Regions from separate parts of the Oryctolagus cuniculus genome. Here region 1 is linked to region 2. Evidence: chromatin contacts called from public Micro-C data. All regions are on one chromosome and are shown on one strand. The core of a region is the stretch at or near the end of the contact, and the rest is flanking DNA. Distances in the headings are between cores, read along the strand shown. Region 1 holds the start of ANXA7 (annexin A7). Region 2 holds the start of MRPS16 (mitochondrial ribosomal protein S16).

Region 1 (4,069 bases), core at 1,095-3,594, 130 kb before region 2:
AGAATTTTTGGTGTGTTGGGCACGAGATTGATATGTTTGGATAGAATGCCACTGTGACTAGAGTTTAATGTTTGAAAAGCCAGGTGAAAAGGAACTAGATGATTGAGGTAGACAGGAACCCTATTGGATAGGGCCTAATCAGGCGTCTAGATTTTATTCTGGCACCATTGGGAAGCTATTATAGGAGTTTATCCAAGGGAGTGACATGACTCAGTTTATTCTTTAGAAAGGTCACTCTGACTCAAAATTTCTTAATCTCAGTGCTATTCACATTTTGGACTGAGTAATTCTTCGTTGTAGGGAGGATTGTAGGGTACTGAGGTAAATTTCTGGCCTCTTGCCACTATATGCTACTCAAACTTCTCTCCCCTTGCCCACCCCTAGTTGTGAAAATCAAAAATGCCTCCAGATTTTGCTAAGTGTCTCCCAAGGGACAACATTACTGTTACAACTACAAAAAGTGTGTGTAAACAGACTGACACAGTGGGATGTTTATATTAGAATTACAGTGGCTCCTATTCACATGAACTCTAGAATATACGATAGCCTTCAGAGATGTTTTGTTCAATTTTTGCTAAGATCGTGAAGTTAAGCACTCATGTACTCTGACTCCACTTAACTGCCATAGTGGGCATCTACAGAAGATCCAGTTGAGAACTAAAGGGAATAATTAGGTCCATCAAAGCAAAGGCAAGGAAAAGCAAAAGATCAGAAGAGTTTGTCAGCAGGAGGGAGGTGGGCAACGTTTCAATCAAGTCTAAGTAGATAATTGTTAGGAAGTGGGCAGTGCTTGCTAGACAGGAAGTGTGAGAAAAGAAAGGGTCTGATTCTACAGTGCCTTGTATACTAGGAAAGATGGACAAGTTGGAAGGATAAAATGGTAGTATCTGATGAGACTTGGATATTTGGGCCTACAGGTCGGGAACATACTCCTTTCTGGTGATAAGGCAGAGGGAGGGGCGAGGAACACTGTAAACAAAGGAGTAGCCTAGGCTTCTCCGGAACGATTAAATTCTGGTGGAATCTGGGGGCAGGTATGACAGAAAGGCCTTTTACTTGCCAGATACAGAGACTAGTGGGAGCTGGGGAAAGTAAGGGTACCCAGAGTCTTGGGTGGTTTGGTCTGTCGTTGAGTTTGGCAGTGACTGATAGCTGCATTCTCAGGTACTTTCCACTTTACCCGTTTTGGGTACGTGTGTATGTTGCTCTTTCCACTTGAAATCTTAATCCACCCTGCTCCACTTCCACAAGATTTTGCATAGAAATGCATGTAAAATAATAGCTTTAAGGTTCTCAAACTCGAGTGTGCATCAGAACCACCCGAGAGGACCCTACTCTGGGCCTGGAGTTTCAGTCAGTGCTTGTAAGGTCTAGCCCAAGAATTTGTATTTATTTGTTTTTTGTTGTTGTTTTGTTGTTTTTTGGTTTTTTTTTTTTGAAGATTTATTCTTTCATTTGACAGAGTTACGGACAGTGAGAGAGACAGAGAGAAAGCAGAGAGAAAGGTCTTCCCTCTACTGGTTCACTCCCCAAATGGCCGCCACGGCTGGTTCTGTGCCAATCCGAAGCCATGAGCCAGGTGCCCCCTCCTGGTCTCCTATGCGGGTGCAGGGCCCAAGCACTTGGGCCACCCTCTGCTGCCCTCCCGGGCCACAGCAGAGAGCTGGACTGGAAGAGGAGCAACCGGGACCAGAACCCGGCGCCCACATGGGATGCTGGCGCCGCAGGCAGAGGATTAACCAAGTGAGCCGTGGCGCGGGGCCCCCAAGAATTTGTATTTCTAACAGGTTTCCAGATGATGACACTGCTCTAGGGACCACATTCTGAGAACCACTGTGAAAGGTTGAGTGGTTTTTGCCCTGGAATACAAATTCCTTAACCCGTTTTCAGATATTGGTGTGAGCCCTTGTAATTGCCTCAAATGTTCACTTCTGGTGTGTGTTTAATGCTGTCATGAAGGGAGCCTAGAATCACCTAAGAACTCGCTCGCGGAGTCGTTTTTGATTAGTACATCCTCACTTCCTGGCTGTGCAGAAGAACCAATAACCACTATTTCACAGGTGGCTAATACAAAACGCTGTGCTTGTCGCCGGAAGATGCCTGAAGGACGGCATTTCACAGGCAGAGAGTAGTGTCAGCCCCTCTCCCCCGCCCACCACGGAAGGGGCTCGGGGATCCCCCGAGAACCACTGCAACTCCCTTACTCCCTAGAGCGCAGGGATTGCGGTGGGAGCCTGGGGACCGAGAAATGTGATAAAACCGGCTGGGTCACTGGAAGGGAGCGACTTTTCCCGCAGGTGGGGCCGCGGGGCGGGGCGAGGGGAAAGGTCGGCCCGCGCCGGGCTCCGGCGGGGCGGTCCCAGCTGCAGCGGCGCTGCTAACGGGCTCGCGCCGCCGCCGGCGTCCCGCCCGCCCTCGGCCGGCCCAGGCTCCATCTTGCTGACGAGCAGGTTGTGCTGTGACGCTGCCGCTCCCTCAGGTGAGCCTTGGCGGCCCCTCTTCCCACTCTCCCCCGACCCTGACCTCGCACGGCTCGGTCACCTTGCCCCCGGCCAGCTCTGGGGCCCGCGGTCCCGGAGATGTTGGCGCTTTGCGTGTGTCCCCGCTTCAGGGCGTGGCGGAGGGGCGGGGAGGGTCTAGGAGTGGGGTTGGGGGTGGGCAGCGGCTCGGGACCCGGCTGCGAGGTGGGCGCGCGTGGAGGTGGACGCGGGTGGCGGCGCCTGGGAGAGAGGAGGGGGTCTCGGCCGTCGCTTGGCGGCGCGCAGATCCGAGCGGGCAGGGACGGCCGGCCCTCAGGTGGAGGGGCTGAGGCCAGGGGTGGCCTTGCTGACGCCCCCGCAGCGGAGGCCGAGTAGGAGCGTTACTGAAGACCACGCCTGGCTGGGGACCGCGCGCTCTGGTGACACTGCATATTTAGGGAAACTTGGGACGTTGCTGTGCGTAGTTAACCCTAGGGCGTGCGCCAGCCCGAGGTCGTACGTTGCTTCGGGTTCACAACTCTTAACTACTCGAGGAAAGAGCATTCCGGGTTTGATTCCCGTTCCGTGACCTGCGGCGGACCCTTCCCAGGGAAACCAAGGCACCGAGGGAGAGCCGGCCGGTGTCTGCCGTGAGGTGACACTGTCTGCCTCTTGCCTTCAGACTCCCCGGTTGCTGCCAGCCGATGGGGAGCTGATGCGATAGTCATCTGCCCTGATTAGGTACCGAGTGTAACGATTGGCTTCTCAGGTGCGAAAGGCTTTGCGAGCGCTAGGTAGGCGGCTGCAGGAGTCGGCCCCTGCGGACCTCGACTGCTTTTCAGCCCTCAGCGCCTCTCCCAGGGCAGGGCCAGTCGTGCCCTCCACGCTTTTTTTTTTTTTTTTCCGTTCCGGACCTAGAGGCCAGTTTTGGAAAATTGTATCTGCTGTTGCCTAACTTTAGTCACTTTTCCTGTTGTTTCCCTCCTCCTCCTTTTTTTTTTTTTTTTTAACCCCACCCCCACCCCGCGTAAGTTTGCAACAGCTGCCTCTTGTCCCTGGGCTGCATGCCATCCGTGAGACGCCCATGGTGGGCCCCTCCCCTTTTACTAGGTGACTCACTGGGTGGAGATTGGTTTGGAGAAGCAACAATAATTTTCTGGTTTTAAAAAAGTGATTGCTGACAGAGAATGTTTAAAAGAAAACCTCTGGTTCACCAGTAGAGTCTCATTCACTGGGCAAGGCTAAGTCATTTGTTGAGTCACATTTTGTGATTATTTTTTTAATCTACTGTTTGAATAGATGATACAGACATAATTCTGAAAGTGCTCAAGGTACACTGGAAAGTAAGCCTCCCTCCAGGAGCCACCGTTTTATACTTCCTTGAATATCCTTTCAGGAATATTCTGTACATATACTACACGAGACAATAAGTGTATTTTTTTTACTCATAAGTTTGCAGACCTCTTGTGCACTTTTTTACTTTTTCCCCCTTCATATTAAGTGTTGGAGATGATTTAATGTTTGAATTTAAAAACTTTTTTTAAGATTTATTTTATTATTTATATGAAAGAGTTATACAGAGAGAAGGAGAGGCCGAGAGAGAGAGGTCT
Region 2 (4,325 bases), core at 1,344-3,843:
AATGTCTCTGGGCTTTTCCTCTTATGTAAAATGAAGAGGTTGGTGTCATCCAGGGACCAGTCAACTTTTTTCAATAAAGGGTAAAATAGGAAATATTTTAGGGTTTGTATAACACATGCTGCTTTTTGCACTTACTAAACTCTGCCCTTGTATGTGCAAAGTAGCCATTGATAATACATAAACAAATGGTTGTCTTCTAATAAAGTTTTACATCAGGGTGGAGGGGGACCAAGTGGCAGGCTAGATTTGGCTCATGAATAGTACCTGGTCTATTCTATTAGTTATGAATTGCAAGTCATTTGACTTAAAGATTGCATAAAAAATTACAGCTCCACAAAGTCTTCAGGGACCCATCCTCTTTCTGCTCCATCAGTCACAGCATGTAGTTTCCATCCCTCATAGTTGCAAAATACTCTGTGTATCTCCAGCCACCAAATCCATGTTTCAGGTGAGAAAAAAGAACAAGAGGAGCAGGGGAACAAAAAGGCGTCCATGCTGCAGCTAATTCACCACCATTTAAAAGGCTTTCCTACCCAGTGACTTGAGCTTACATTTCATAGGCCACAGTTAGTCGGGTAGCTCCAAGAGAACCTGGAAGATGTGGCTTTTTAGCTGATTGCAGTACTGCCCTGAAAAGAAATTAAGATTTTATTGGTAAGAGATTGGGTATTCAGGAAGCAATCATGGCTCTACTACACATCTGGATTCCTAAAACTAAATTCAGTGCTAATATAAATCCATGATTCTTATAGGTTTGATTCCTATCTTTTACTTGCCAAACGAGAATACTACGCATTACCCAGGAGACGTTGGTGATAATATGAACACTTAAAAAAAAGTAATAAAACTATTTTACCAAAAAAGTACAAATCATGAATGTGCACAGCACTTGATGAATCTTCACAAAATAAACTTACCCATATCAGCAGCACAGTATTCTAGGGTCCTTTAATGGAGTTTCCATTGAATAGGGAATATAGCAAGAGCCGATTCCATGCCAAGGAACTATGTTCTTCAGCTTTGGGTCCACAAATGAGGGGTCTTCAAAGCCATAAAAGTATGACATATCTTCTTCCCTTCCTTCTTCTTATAGCTGAAATTGAAAGATGAGGCTCTGCTGGCAGAGATCCACATGGTACAGGAGACAGTTGGCTTTGGAAATCCATCTTTCTGATAACCATCCAACTGAAGAATTTTCTGTATGCACTCTTGAGCTCCTTTCCTTCCTGGCGAGTTTCACAATAGGAAGCCTGGCACGAAGAACCAGAATGTGAACCACAGACACAGACACATTCATGTGTTCCTTTGGCTGTGCTACTGGATGTTTTACTCATTGACAGTAAACGAGGTCACAACGAAAATGGAAATAAGAAATTTAAAAATCCATCAGTGTGGTAGTGTGGTTCTGGAGTTTATTAAAGTATATATGTAGTTATAATTGTTACATTAGTAACTACAGATTATTTATACAATTACCCATATAAAATTAAAGTGGAGTGGGTCGTTATTAGAATTTCTGTAACTTGTAAATTAAGGCATTATTTCCACAGGTGGCCTCGAAACTGATGATGGGTCACTGCCTTAGGGCAAAGGACAGAGCTGTGGACACGCCCTTGGTAAAATGGACAGACGGGTCTTTACTGAAGGTAGAGGTTCTGACTCCCTGTAACCAACCAAGGCTGCCTTCCTGTGCTTAAATCTCGAGGGCTCCATGAAGACGCCGGTGCCCTGTAAGGAACGCCAGCTCCTCAGCACTGAGGCCCTACGCTCTGCTCCTGCTTTTCTGGATCACAGCATGGCAAACACAGGAATCACGTTTCTCCTTTATTTTTTAAATGAAAGCTTAGGTCATTGATTTTGGACCTTCTTTTCTTTCTTTATTTGAAAGGCAGAGTTAGAAAGGGAGAGGGGTCTTCCATCCGCTGGTTCACTCCCCAAATGGGCGCAGTGGCAGGAGCTGAGCTGATCCGAGGCCAGGAGCCAGAAGCCTCCTCCAGGTCTTGGGCGCAGGGGCCCAAGCACTTGGGCCATCCTCCACTGCTCTCCAGGCCACAGCAGAGAGCTGGACTGGAAGAGGAGCGGCCGGGATGCCGGCACTGCAGGGGGCGGCTTCACCCACTAGGCCACAGCGCCGGCCCCTCGCCTCTATTTTGTTAAAGGCGTCATTGCCTCTATAGAGTCCGGGGAACTGCAGCGAAGGTGAGAGGCAAATTAGTGAACAGAGAAGGAAAAAGCCAACTCTTCATTTACAATACTTCTCCCATCTCGGAGCTAACAATATATTAAGTTTTCCCGAGGAAGTCCCGGTTTAGCTCCTGCAGGGTTCCCCCTGCACGGAGCGTCAGTCTTCCCACCACACTGAGCTTCCGGGGCCAGGAACCGCGCCCTGAGTCCTCGGCACGGCGCGTCGTTCCCAACGGGAGCAGAAGGATGTCCGCAGGGTGGGAGGTTTTGCAGGGCACTTAGCAGGCTCCTTCCCCAGGCCCGGTTCTCCCAGTCCGCCTCACTTCAGCGCCCGACCTCACCGACCCGCGGTTTGCAGTTCAAGTTAGCGCCAGTGGCACCGTGTTGCATTATGGGAAGGACTGAGGCGAAAAGAGGAAGAGGCGGGGCTAAGCGGCCCCTCGGCTTCCGGAAGCGGGGCTTTCGGGCTTGAGCGAAGGGCGCTGGGTCCCGGCCCGGGCGGTGCCTGTGGTCGGCGGCCGTCCTCTCTCCTGCCAGCGGCTCGGGAGCCGGTTGGTGCGGGCGGCGGGACGACCTGAGGCGTGACGCGCCGGCCGGACCATGGTCCACCTGAGTGAGTAATCGGGCCGCCGGAGACCGCCTGGCGGCCGCGGGGCATCTAAGGCGTTCGGACCGGGTGGAGCTGTGAGCTGCTAGGCGGGCTGGAGGTCACCCGAACCTGAAGCAGCCACTCTGCCTCACGAGTGAGTCTGCGCTTAGTAATCTTGGCACTTAGTCCTCGCTGCCACCCCCATCTCGTTTTTCAGACGAGACAACTAAGGCTGCCACAGGGTCGCGGCTAGTCTAGGGCAGGCTTCTGCAGAGTGCATTTGAGCCGAGGGTGGGCTTCTCTGGCCTGAGTAGCACACGGAAGACCAGAGTGGAAGTGCGGACATGGCAAGGGAAGAAGGGAATCGTTGCACGTGCTTCGTTTTGCGCATCTGTGCACTCCGTGCTTGCGTCCTAACCTCTGGTTTCTCCACAGCTGCCCTCCTCTGCAAGGCCTACCGTGGGGGCCACTTAACCATCCGCCTGGCCCTGGGTGGCTGCGCCAACCGCCCCTTCTACCGCATTGTGGCTGCTCACAACAAGTGCCCCAGGGATGGCCGTTTCGTGGAGCAGCTGGGTTCCTACGATCCACTGCCCAACAGTCATGGAGAAAAGCTCGTTGCCCTCAACCTAGACCGGATCCGGCATTGGATTGGCTGCGGGGCCCACCTCTCTAAGCCTATGGAAAAGCTTCTGGGTAACTGGGCTCTGGTCTTACCTCACTGAGGGGATTTTAAAGTGAAGACAGCTGCAGGATAACGGGGCTGCTCGGGACTGGAATGGGAAATGAAATTATGATCTAATCGTCATTTTTGAATTAGGACACCTCTTTCTTTTTTTAATGGTTGGCTCAACAGAGTTTTCATACCATTTATTTATTTAGACTTATTTTTTTAAAGATACTTATTTGAAAGGCAGAGAGAGAGAGAGAGAGAAGTCTTCCATCTGCTGGTTCACTACCCAAATGGCCGCAATGGCTGGAGCTGGGCCGATCCAAAGCCAGGAGCCAGGAGCTTCTTCTGGGTCTCCCATGCAGGTGCAGGGGCCCAAGGACTTGGGCCACCTTCTACTGCTTTCCTAGGCCGTAGCAGAGCTGGATCAGAAGTGGAGTAGCCAGGACTAGAACCAGCGGCCATATGGGATGCTGGCACTACAGGCCCTGCTACGCCACAGCACTGCCCCAAGACCTCTTATTATAGAGTTCTTTGTGACTTTTTGAGTGACTGGGGTTTTATGCTAAAAGTGGCGTAGTGTGTCTTGAATGGCCATCTGTCAGTTTACCTTTCATTCAAGTAAGGATAATGTTGGAAGACAGGCATCATCTGCTGTCTTCTTGCAGTAAAAGGAGGAAGTTGGGTGAAGAGGTAGCACCGAGTATCCTCGGTGCCTTTGGGGCAGAGTTCCAGGGAAATGTTGGCTTGTCCTGTGTTACAATAAATGAAAATCCTGTTGCTTTTAGGTCTTGCTGGCTTTTTCCCTCTGCATCCTATGACGATCACAAATGCTGAGAGACTGCGAAGGAAGCGAGCGAATGAAGTCCTCTTAGCTTCTCA

Evidence for each region. Hi-C and Micro-C count contacts between places; a contact is called where the count stands out from the background.
Region 1: a Micro-C map of ear pinna shows a contact between it and region 2, with 5 times the contacts expected there. The contact joins the promoter of ANXA7 here to the promoter of MRPS16 in region 2. A contact is called at or near these places in 2 of 6 Hi-C or Micro-C datasets (ear pinna and skin fibroblasts).

The regions. Positions count from the first base shown.
Region 1 is chr15:64,514,096-64,518,164 of mOryCun1.1, reverse strand. It overlaps ANXA7 (annexin A7), which reads left to right and starts at 2,344. Exons shown (of 13, transcript XM_070057842.1): 1 at 2,344-2,479.
Region 2 is chr15:64,384,987-64,389,311 of mOryCun1.1, reverse strand. It overlaps MRPS16 (mitochondrial ribosomal protein S16), which reads left to right and starts at 2,593. Exons shown (of 3, transcript XM_002718420.5): 1 at 2,593-2,797; 2 at 3,209-3,469; 3 at 4,232-4,325. The coding sequence starts at 2,785. It overlaps CFAP70 (cilia and flagella associated protein 70), which reads left to right. Exons shown (of 27, transcript XM_070057822.1): 27 at 1,551-1,820. The coding sequence ends at 1,697.